Regions from separate parts of the Sus scrofa genome. Here region 2 is linked to region 1. Evidence: chromatin contacts called from public Hi-C data. All regions are on one chromosome and are shown on one strand. Each heading gives the region's core, a stretch centred on a gene start, on an enhancer-like site or on the middle of the called end of the contact. The rest is flanking DNA. Distances are from core to core; before and after follow the strand shown.

Region 1 (5,371 bases), core at 1,447-3,946:
TCTCAGGTCTTCGTGGTTCTTTTGAGATGATTTTACGTCCTTGGTGTCTGAGAAATAGCCTGCCTCCAACATGCACAATTCTGATGACCGGAGACTCAATAAGAGATCATCTTCAAAGCTATTTCTCATGAGTGGGCTAAAGAAATAAGAGCCCTCTTGTACTTAGTAGGTGCTTGCTAAGTATCTGCTCCAGAAATGGATTAATCATGAATTGCTTGTTTGTGTTAATTCCTATAAACAGCCTGTGGCTGGAGGTCAGTGATTTAGTTTACCTGCTTTATAAGCAAGAACTGTGCCAGCTGTGCTGGCTTTGAAATAATCAGGGCATTGAAAGGTTGTAAAAGCAATGGGACAATCCTTTAAATTAACCTAAAGTGAGTATATAGTCATTGCAGTTGATGTGGGAATCATCTGATCTGCTTATTTTTGATGAGCCCATGAATTTGTATTTAAGTTTCTTACTATGGGTGTGTCTTTCCACATGAATCAGTTAAGGCCTTAATTGATGCTTGCAATCTTCTGTGCAAAGTTATCTTCAGCGTATCCTTAAACAGCTCCTTTTAAGCTTCAAACAGTGCCTCTAGTTCTTATGGGTATTGTTGATTATTAATAACTTTCTAGGTTTTGGTTTTAGCTTTAGAGTTTATTGCCACTAAATGAGGACCTCATTCATGGTGGGAATCACTGATGTATACTAGCTAAGACAATTTTTTTCTTGCTTTTAATCTTTTAAAGATTTGTATCATTTAATTCAAAAATACACAATGGGCTTTTAAGTGACTATTAGTGCTAGATTTGCAAAATACAAATATTTTCCAAATAGAAAATATTATACATCGTGAAAAATTCATAATTTCGTATTTGATGAACAACTGACACTTTAGGGTTAAGGATCATTTAAGAATGTCTGCTTGGGAGTTCCTGTTGTGGCTCAGCGGAAACGAACCCGACTAGCATCCACGAAGATGAGGGTTTGATCCCTGGCCTTGCTCAGTGGGTTAAGGATTCAGCGTTGCTGTGAGCTGCAGTATTGGTTGCAGCACCCACTGTAGAACAGTGGGGTAAGAATCCAATTGCAGCATGTAGGGTCAGTGCAGAGGAACAGGTTAGATCCCTGGCCCTGAGTAGAAGGTTAAAGGATCCAGCGTTGCCGCAGCTGTGGCTTGGATTCAATCCCTGGCCCGTAAACTTCCATATGCCACGGGTGCAGCCATTAAAAAAATCAAAGAGGGAGAATCTTACCTTCTTTCCTTGGGCATAGGTGAGGTGTAAGTTGAAAGAATTTTCTTGTTTTTGACTGTTATCTCAAATCAAGAGGTGTAAACAGCAAAAAAAGAAATCCATGCTCATTCACAGAATTTTACATTTGGTAGGAAAAATAAAGGTACTTTGTTCAAACTTCTCACAAGCAGAAATGTTGTAGATCAAAGCTTGCTCAATTTCCTATTGTCTACCTTTGCTATCAGCTAATCCATTAATTAGGATCACATTCACCTGAAGAATATATCTTTTAGGTAGTTTTCTTGCTTGGATTTCACAATTCAATCAACTGACTTTTATTGGAATAGATTATTTGACAGGGTGAGGGTTTCAAAGAAAAATATAACTTCTAATATTTTATTTTATTAGGGCTAGGAATCAAGAACTAAAGTGCTTTCCTGAGCCTTTAGAAATGGGCAAAGGGGAAGTCACCTTAGAATTTCAGGTTTCAGATTGAGATTATTTTAGGGTGGTATTATTGCCAAGGGAAACACTGGGGTAACGCGAAGTGAGACAGAATGGATGGAGCCACACAGTGTGACCCAGAAAACAGGCTGAGGCACACAAACCCCACAAGCTTAAGCTATCCCAGGTGCTCCCATATTCCAGGGCTTTCTATCTGCCAAACTTTATATTTTCAAAAACTCAAACTGTGATATCCTCAAATTAAGGTCAGCTGTGCTGAGGTCCTCAGAGGTGTGGCGGCAGGACTGCTGGGAAGCAGTGTCCTGGAGAGCAATCTTGGGGTGTGGGATAGAACTTGAGGGCACCCACTGGCTTGGATCACAAGACAGCCACCTCCTGATGGCTAAAGGGTGGCAGAGGCAGGTACGACAGATGCCACTCACTAAGAACCCAAAACAGCAGTGTCTCAGGACCCCCATCCACACTGAGGATTCAATCCCTACGGACATTAATTTTTTTCGGAGTTTTCACACAGGCACACATCTGAAGAAACCCAGCCCACACCCATACAAGTTTTTACACATTCTAACCCCACCTCGGAGTTTGTCTATCTTCCCAAGACTGGAAGGATGAACCATGAGCTTGAAATTACTCTAGCACACACTCTCCCAATCAGGCTTCCCAAAGCCCAAGAGAGTCTAGGAGGTCTGGGAGAATGAGACGGAAACAAAAGAGTTTTGAAATAGATTGCTTCACGCAAACCTGGCTGCTCCACCTCTAATCGTTAGCAACGGTAAGACTACTCCTGTTGGCATTATTAAGAAAAGACTTCACCCCCACCCCCCAAAAAAGGACGGTCCGAAAGAGCACCCCTACCTTACTACACCGCCAGGTGGACCAGACTCCGAGGCTGGAGAGGGTGCGAGGTGAGCCGGGGTAGCTGAGGGCGGGAGTGGAGCACCAGCCGAAGACCGCGGCGGGCCTGGCCCCGCCCCCAGGAGCCCCGCCCCTCGGCCTCCCGCAAACCCCTCGGGCCCGGCAGCAGCAGCCCCTGCTCGGTTACCTCCCGAAGTGAGGACCCGAGCGCCCGGTGCATTGTGGGGAGCGGAGCCCGCCGCCGAGCCTGCGCTGACCCCTGGCGGGCGCTTCCCGAAAGCCGCCCCGGGCTCGAGGATGAGCCTGGGGAACCGGCCTAGGGAGGGGCAAGGCCGGGCACTTGGGAGGGACTGCAGCCAACTAGTCTGCGACGCGTGTCGCTCCCATCTCAAAGAGAAAAATAAACAGATGCTTTCAGAGTGCCTGGGGCCCCTCTCTAGTGGTGACATAAGTGCAAAACTAAGCAACTTTCGGTCTAGGAAAAGCTTTTCAAGCTAGGAAAAATAATTTTAAAATTGTACAGCTTAATGACATCAAGATTATGAAAAAACTTGCACCCTTGGTTTTTCGTTCTGGTGAAACCACAGACTGGTTCAATCTGTCTGGAGAGTATCAGTAAATGGGACAGGAAATACGAGATTGTGCAATAGAGGACTTTCTTTTCAGGGTGTATACCTCAAGGAAATACTTCAAATGGAGTAAAAATAAATTATACAAAGATATCCACAGTGAGAAATTAGGAAATAACAAAGTAATAATATGTAAAATGCAGAAAAATAATGCTATTTAAAGAAGAATATGAATGTCATCACTAAGTTGAAATATTTCTTCAAGTAATATTAAATGAAAAACACAGAATCCAGAGTTCTGTTGTGGCTCAGCCAGTTAAGAACTGGAGTAGTCACTGTGAGGTTGTGGGTTCCATCCCTGGCCTCCCTCAGTGGGTTGAGGATTCCTTGTTGCTGCAAACTTCTGTGTAAGTCTCAGATGTGGCTTGGATCTAGTGTTGCTGTGGCTGTGACGTGGGCAGCACCTGTAGCTCCAATTCCACCCTTAGCCTGGGAACTTCCGTATGCTGCAGTCGCCACCCTAAGAAGAAGAAAAAGAAAAGAAAAGAAAAGAAAAAAAAAACCATAGAACCCAAGAAAGTTTGTGACCAATGATTATAACTATGTGAAAAGATATGTGATGACATGTAAAAAGAAACTTTGGAGTAACGTAAATTTTTTTTTTTTTTTTTTTTTTGGTCTTACCTAGGGCCGCACCCACGGCATATGGAGGTTCCCAGGTTAGGGGGTCTAATTGGAGCTGTAGCCAGCCTATGGGCCACGGCTTACAGCAACACTGGATCCTTAACCCACTGAAGGAGGCCAAGGATCAAACCCACAACCTCATTGTTCCTAGTCAGGTTTGTTAACCACTGTTCCACGACAGGAACTCCTGGAGTAATGCAAATATTTTAGAGTTTAATGTGATTTAAGGTTCTTTCATTTCTATTGAATAATTTAAACATTTCTAATTTGTGGGGAATGGTTCTAATTTTGGATGGCATTGCATTTTTCAATTTTTCTTCACAATACATGATTTTTTAAAAAGTTGTCTAAAGAGAAACAAATTCTGAGGTTTTAGTGAACTAAGAGAGTTTTGCTTATATGCAAACCATAGGGGGGCACCAAAAAAGTAATTATCTTAGGGAGGGTATTTTGTTTGCTAGAGTTTCAAACTTCCCACAGACTGGGTGTCCCGAACAACAAAAAAATGTATCATCTCACTGTCTGGAGGCTAAAAGTCTGAGACCAAGGGGTTGCCAGGATTGGTCCCTTCTGAGAGCTGGGAGGGAAGAATCTGTTCCACCCACTCTCTTGGTTTTGCAGATATCTGTCTTTAGTTAAATAGTCTTCACCCCGAGTGCATGCCTGTGTACAATTTCCCCCTCTTATGAGGACACCAATCATACTGGCTTAGGGGCCCAACCTACTCCCGTATGACTTCATTTTTTTGGCTGCACCTGCAGCATATGCACATTCCCAGGCCAGGGATCAAATTCAAGCCACAGCTGTGATCTACACCACAGCTGTGGCAATGCCAGATCCTTAACCCGCCACACCACAGCAGGAACTCCCCAATATGATTTCATCTTAATCAAGTTTACTTGCAATGACCCTGTTCCAAATAAGGTCCCATTCTGAGGTGCCGGAGATTAGGACTTGAATCTATAATTTGGGGGTGGGGGGTGAGAATTAATAGGGAGAGAAGCTTGGGACTCAAAGTGTAATCTTATGAAAATGGCACCCACCCAATGACAAAATAATGGTAATAATATATAAAGTCTCAAATGTATCCAAACCCTGACAATTTAAACACAGTAAAGCCAAATCAATTACCACATTCTTCTTTCTGTCCTCTAACACCTTCCAGGCCTCTTCAGTGGGATCAAGGATGTTAGTGGAATAAGGAAGCCCCCAGCTTCACAGACAGTAGATCTGGTATGTCTGGCTTCCTGCAGGAAGGGCTTGGAGAAGGTGTGTCAGGTGCCTGGGAGGAGGTGGCCTGCCTGCATTTGAGCCTCAGCACAAGGGCAGAGAGGCCATGAGTGGAGGATTATAGGAAGCGGGGTCCTCATCACTGGGGGGCACACAGCATAGCCTCCTGGGAAGAACTCAGCTTTAGTTCTAGAGGCTAAGAGCCTCACAGCTTGGGAAGGGTGCCTGCAAAGGTGGAATCAGTCTTTCTGAGCGAGCCAGCCTCCCGCATTTAACCTCATCCATGGGTGGGATGAGAAGCTTTAAATCTTCACTGAGCCTGGTCACCTGCCTTCTGAAGTGATGGG
Region 2 (5,371 bases), core at 1,610-4,109, 660 kb before region 1:
GTCACACGTGTGGCGTATGGAAGCTCCCAGCGGTCGAATTGGAGCTGCAGCTGCCAGCCTATACCATAGCCAGGGCAACACCAGATCTGAGTGGCACGCCAGATCCTTAATCCACTGAGTGAGGACAGGGATCGAACCCGCATTTCACAAAGTCTATGTCAGGTCCTTAACCCCCTGAGCCATGATGGGAACTCCAGAAATCGGTTTTAGAATGAATAGGTTTGCAAAGGGGCAGGGTAAAATTTTAACAAATGTCGTCAACAATGCCAAGAAATTTAACAATTCAAATTCACCAATGTCTTGACTGCAGTGTCTACACCGTAACTATTGGTCGATTTCTTAAGTCCTTGCTTTAGGTCCAAGGGAGTACCTTATTTATTAATTCTTTTTCTCTTTTTCCTCTAATAGTTGAAAAGAGAGACACCTTGACACTCCTCTCTCCTGTTGGAGTCTGAGCCAGCAGCCCCAGCCAGGTGACCGCTCTCTGGTTACCTGGTGTGAAAACCCCCAACTCCCTGAGGGCTGCAGGTTGTAACTTGCATCTCAGCTCTTTCCCTCTCACTATCACAGTGAGGTTTTCAAGGTGGAGATAAAGGCATTCCTAGTTTCTGGCTCTCTCCTCTAAGAATCCTCTGTCCTCACCTCTATTGCAGAGGTCAAAAGAGGGAGAGTGGAGTGAAAAACAGGTTAAAAAGGAGAGCAGCCCACACGGGTGTTTCTCTTGAAAAGCTGACATTTTCTTCCAGTCGAAAGTTTCCAGGATAACTTAAATAATTTTGGAACTTTAGAGAAAGTCCTCACCTCTTCCCTGTTATATGCCCCATCCCCCTTTAACTCCCCAAGGGGCTTCTTCCTCACTGAAATTTGAGCTTAATTTTAAATACAATGTTCCCATAGAAACTGGTCGCCTTCTCTTTTTCTGCCTGCCTTGTTTCTGTTTAAAAAGCTAGATCTGAGCTGACATCTGGCATCGGAACAGGCCTTTTAAAAACAAAATTTACCAGGTTATAAAAGAGATATAAAGTAAACAATGGATGCCCAGGAATCTTGGCACTTTGGGAAACCTTATTTGTTATAACCTGTAGGTGATGAGATGGTTAATAGGAAATCTGCTTAGGACCAGAATACCCAACCCTGGCAATCAGTCTATGGGGCATGGTGAAAGTTTTTTCAACACTAAATCAGAGTATAGGACAATAGTGAAGTTTTTCATCAAGTAAAAGATTTCAACATAAAAATAAATTCTTTGCGACTTTTTTGTTTGTTTAAATGATAGTGATAGTAGATAGCCTTTTTGTGTCCATTAGTTTTTAAATTTGCTTTGTAAAATTAAAAAGCTGACAATCCTAAATTTGTTCTTATTTTGTTTATAGGGTTGTAAAAATGAAAGATTTACAGTACTAAAAACTACTTCTTCAGCTAAGAAGGCCTTTCTGAAACCTCAGAGGAAGTGCTTCTGAGAAAGAAATTCCCTTCCTGTAAAGAGGGGTTTCTGGGGTTGCATTTTCTATTTTTAACCTTTTATTCTACTTTTTATTTTTACTTTTTTAAATGAACTTTTATTGACATACTAGTTTCAGGTGTACAACATAATGATACAATGTTTTACCCTGAGTTGTGGGAAAATATGTAACATAAGCACAATCACAAAGTGTTTGCTTTTTTGTGTCTGGCTCATTTCACTTGGGGTAATGTCTTCCAGGTTCATCCATGTCCTGGTATGTGTCAAAATTACATTCCTCTTAAAGGTATTTTTAACCTTTATGACAACTCTGCTTGTATTGAAGCTCTTTCAACAACAGCACAGTTCGTAAAAGGCCAGTCTTGCAAGCTTTCTATATTTACTCATCTATAAAATGGTTCTGAATTCTGTTCCATCATTAAATATATCCAAGCTCACCTGCCTCTTATAAAGGTGACCATTGCTACTCAGTTCCTATCAGCATTTCCAATATGTAATGTAGGCCCAACATTGCATGTAAAAATCTCCTGATTTTCATGTGCTGGCCAATACCATTATGCCAAATAGAACATATTTGCAGGCAAGAGTTAACATCTCTGCTAGGGCCTAACAACAAGCACATTTTAGTGTGGCTTCATTGATTCATTCATGTAATAAATATTTATTGGGTCTCTACTGCAGGCTAGGCTACACATATAAGATACGGTTTTAAAAACACAAGATAGGAGAGACATAGTTTGCTTTTAACAGCAAAAAGAATGACTAACATTTATTGAGCACTTATGTGCCAGGGAGTTTTTAAAGAGCTTTACCTATACTAACTCATTAAACCTTACAACAATCCTCTAAAGCTAGCACTCTTTTTTGCTGTCATTGTTGCTTTTTTAGGGCTGCACCCACGCATAGGGAAGTTCCCAGGCTAGGGGTCAAATGGAAGCCACAGCTGTTGGCCACAGCCACGGGGAATGCGAGCTGCATCTGCAACTTACACCACAGCTGTAGGCAATGCCGGATCCTTAACCTACTGAGCAAGGCCAGGGATGGAACCCAAGTCCTCATGGATACTAGTCAGGTTCCTTAACTGATGAGCCATCAAGGAAACTCTAGGTTGGCACTCTTATTGTCTTCATTTTACATATGAAAAGGCAAGCGGAGTGGTCAAATCTATTGCCTTGGCACACAGTTGCAAAGTGCTGAGAGTGGATTTGAACCCAGATTGATGCCAGAGCCCAAGGTCTTGACTGGAAGAAAAGGGGATGGGTTGGTATAGGATAACCTGTGGATTTATGAAGACTTCCAAAAGGGGTAATTTTTAACTTGTTTTGGATGATTTCAGCAAACAAGACCAGGTGGGCAATACAAACAGTGGCAATAATTTGAGCCAGGGATCAAACACTAAAATTAGCAGGAAATGAGTCTGAAAGCCATTGCAAGGTCTCGAATGCCATCTATTCAACTATTTTCAGGTGCGGTATCAGCTCATCGACAGTTTATGTCAGCACTAACGGCGGGGGTAAGTAATCAAGGTGTAGCAGCAGACGCGCTTTTGCAGACTCCAGAGAGGGAAGCGCGCCCCGCCCACGACCCCCTTCGGAGACTACAAGTCCCGTCATGCAGCGAGGGAGCGCCGGGAGCCCCAAGGCCAACCCCGCCCCTTCCTCAGACCCCACCTCGGCCCCGCCCCTCCCGCCCGCAGCCCCCTCCCGCCCGGTCAGCCCCGAGGAGTTGCCCGGTGGCCGCGGCAGACGGAAGCCGGAGCGAGAGCCTCGGCGGCGGCAGGATGGGCGACTCCAAAGTGAAAGTGGCTGTCCGGATCCGGCCCATGAATCGAAGAGGTGAGAGCCAAGCCCGCCCGGGTCCGCCGCGGCGGAGGCGGCAGGTGCCTGGCGCTCCCTTCCCTTGGCCACGACCGCCGTGTGGGGTCCGGCCGGCCCCGCCCCTGGAGTCCGTGTTGGGAGGGAGGGCGGCTTGCGCACCCCGAAACCTCGTCCCCCACTGCGCCCGCCCCGCCTGCGCGGGACGCCCCTCCCCTCGCCCGCACAGCGTCCCGGGGCGCCGCGGGCCCCACGTCCCGGCCCGCTGCCCCTTCCGCCGGCGCGCCCGCCCCTCCCCGGCGCCCTTTCGCCCTCCGGTCTCCCTGCCCTTCCAGGAGGGCGCCCGCGTCCCGCGCCCCGGGCTCGCTTCCTCCTTCTCTCCCCGGGCCCCTGCCCTGTGCCCCACCGCGCCTGGGCTCTCGGCTCGCCAGCTGTCAGAGCGGCCCCCGCCCCTCGGGTTCTCACCCTTTGGCTTGGCAGGGACAGTTAGAGACCCCAGGCCCCGACCCTGCACTCTTGAGGTCCGCGTCAGGAAGGAGGGCGGGGAATTTGGTTTACTCCTAAGAAAGCGTTCCAGTGCAAAAATCCTTCCTCTTGGCTTTTCACACTATGTTCCTTAAACTTGGACGGTCATAAAGGCTTGTAAATACTTTGATTGAACTTTGAAGAGTTGGTCCCCTTCCTTGCCCTCTGCTTTTTTTGACTGTTGAGAAAGTTTTGCTTTTGCTTGAAGTCATACTCGTCATCTCTCAACAATAAATAGCTAAGGTGCCAAGATTCTTGTGAAATTGTATCTTTCAGACATTCTCTCAATTCTGCAGGGAGGATAGAGAAAAGCAGATAAATCGAGTACATTTGAAATACTCTTTAGACAGTCAAATGGAATGGAAAAAACACCGACACAACTCTGAAGCTGGGCCTTGACTTTAATGCCTAACTAGCAGCGTGGCTGGGCAGGTTACTTTAAATGAGATATAGTGAAAACACCTCCTATACCGGGCGATGTAGTAGGATCATTATAGTCCCAGAAAATAATTTTTCAATTGTAAGACTCAACTCATCTGAATCATGGGTGCACCAGAATCATTTTCTAAATCGTTTTGGCAACTTCTTCATAATCAAGTGCAGAAATTGTATTGCTTTCTAGTTTCCTTTGTTGTCTTTTGTATATATTGAGATATAACACACAGTCAACAGATTGACATATGCTTTCTTGGTTTGTTCTCTTGGAGGAAGTTGGTTGTTGTGTGTGGTTTTTTTTGTTTGTTTGTTTTTGTTTTTTGAGTTGGTGATTTTCCCTGTCCTTGCTAGGTTGGCTTAAGGCTGAAGAATTTTCCCTAAGAGCTTAATTACTTTAAGTTCTTGCCTTCCGCCATGTTTTGAGTCTTCAGTCTTTGCCTCACTAATTCCACGTTCTGACAAAAGGAGAGAACTTAGATGAACCTGAAAGTTTTGGAAAGCGTCTGTTCTTAAAGTGTTCAGGCAGCTATATTTAAATGCATCTCAAGTTTATTACCATCACAGTGATGGTAAAAACAAAGCACAGAAAACACAACTTACCTGGGATTCGATTCTGAAAGGATGATTTCAGCACATTTAAAAAATTCCCTGTTTACAAAAAACTTGGGAAATGTCAGTGCCAAAAAAGACAGTTAACTCACCAGCACCAGAGACCAATTATCTCAGATAATTAAAGTCCTTCCCTCTTCACCCCCCTCCCACCTTGAGTTTCAGTTTTCCAGGGAAAGTACTATCCTTTTTATTTATACATTGTCATTGATTAGATTGTAATAATTGTCAGTATCAGAGTTTCAAGGGGTGCATAGAATAATATGTTTAGCTGTGGAATAGATGTTAGCTGTTCCTTTGGCTGAACTCACCTTAAAATTAAGGTTTATGCGTAGATCTACTACCCTCTAAATAGAAGTGCATTATTTGTGGTAAAGTCCCTCTTTATTCATTTAGTTCTATCTCTTACCTAGCCTTACATTTCCTGAATTCACAAGGACTTTTCAGTGATTACTACAGGTAATTAAAAGTAGTTCTCTATTTTGTTGTCAAGTAGTCATTTATATAAATCTAGAGGTTATCATGG

Evidence for each region. Hi-C and Micro-C count contacts between places; a contact is called where the count stands out from the background.
Region 2: a Hi-C map of liver shows a contact between it and region 1, with 2.7 times the contacts expected there. The contact joins the promoter of KIF13B here to the promoter of EXTL3 in region 1. A contact is called at or near these places in 1 of 47 Hi-C or Micro-C datasets (liver) and 1 of 2 datasets of contacts at active chromatin or transcription factors (alveolar macrophages).

The regions. Positions count from the first base shown.
Region 1 is chr14:12,434,876-12,440,246 of Sscrofa11.1, reverse strand. It overlaps EXTL3 (exostosin-like 3), which reads right to left and starts at 2,696. Exons shown (of 7, transcript XM_021074090.1): 1 at 2,542-2,696.
Region 2 is chr14:13,097,931-13,103,301 of Sscrofa11.1, reverse strand. KIF13B (kinesin-like protein KIF13B) reads left to right here and starts at 2,859. Exons shown (of 40, transcript XM_021072406.1): 1 at 2,859-3,297. The coding sequence starts at 2,874.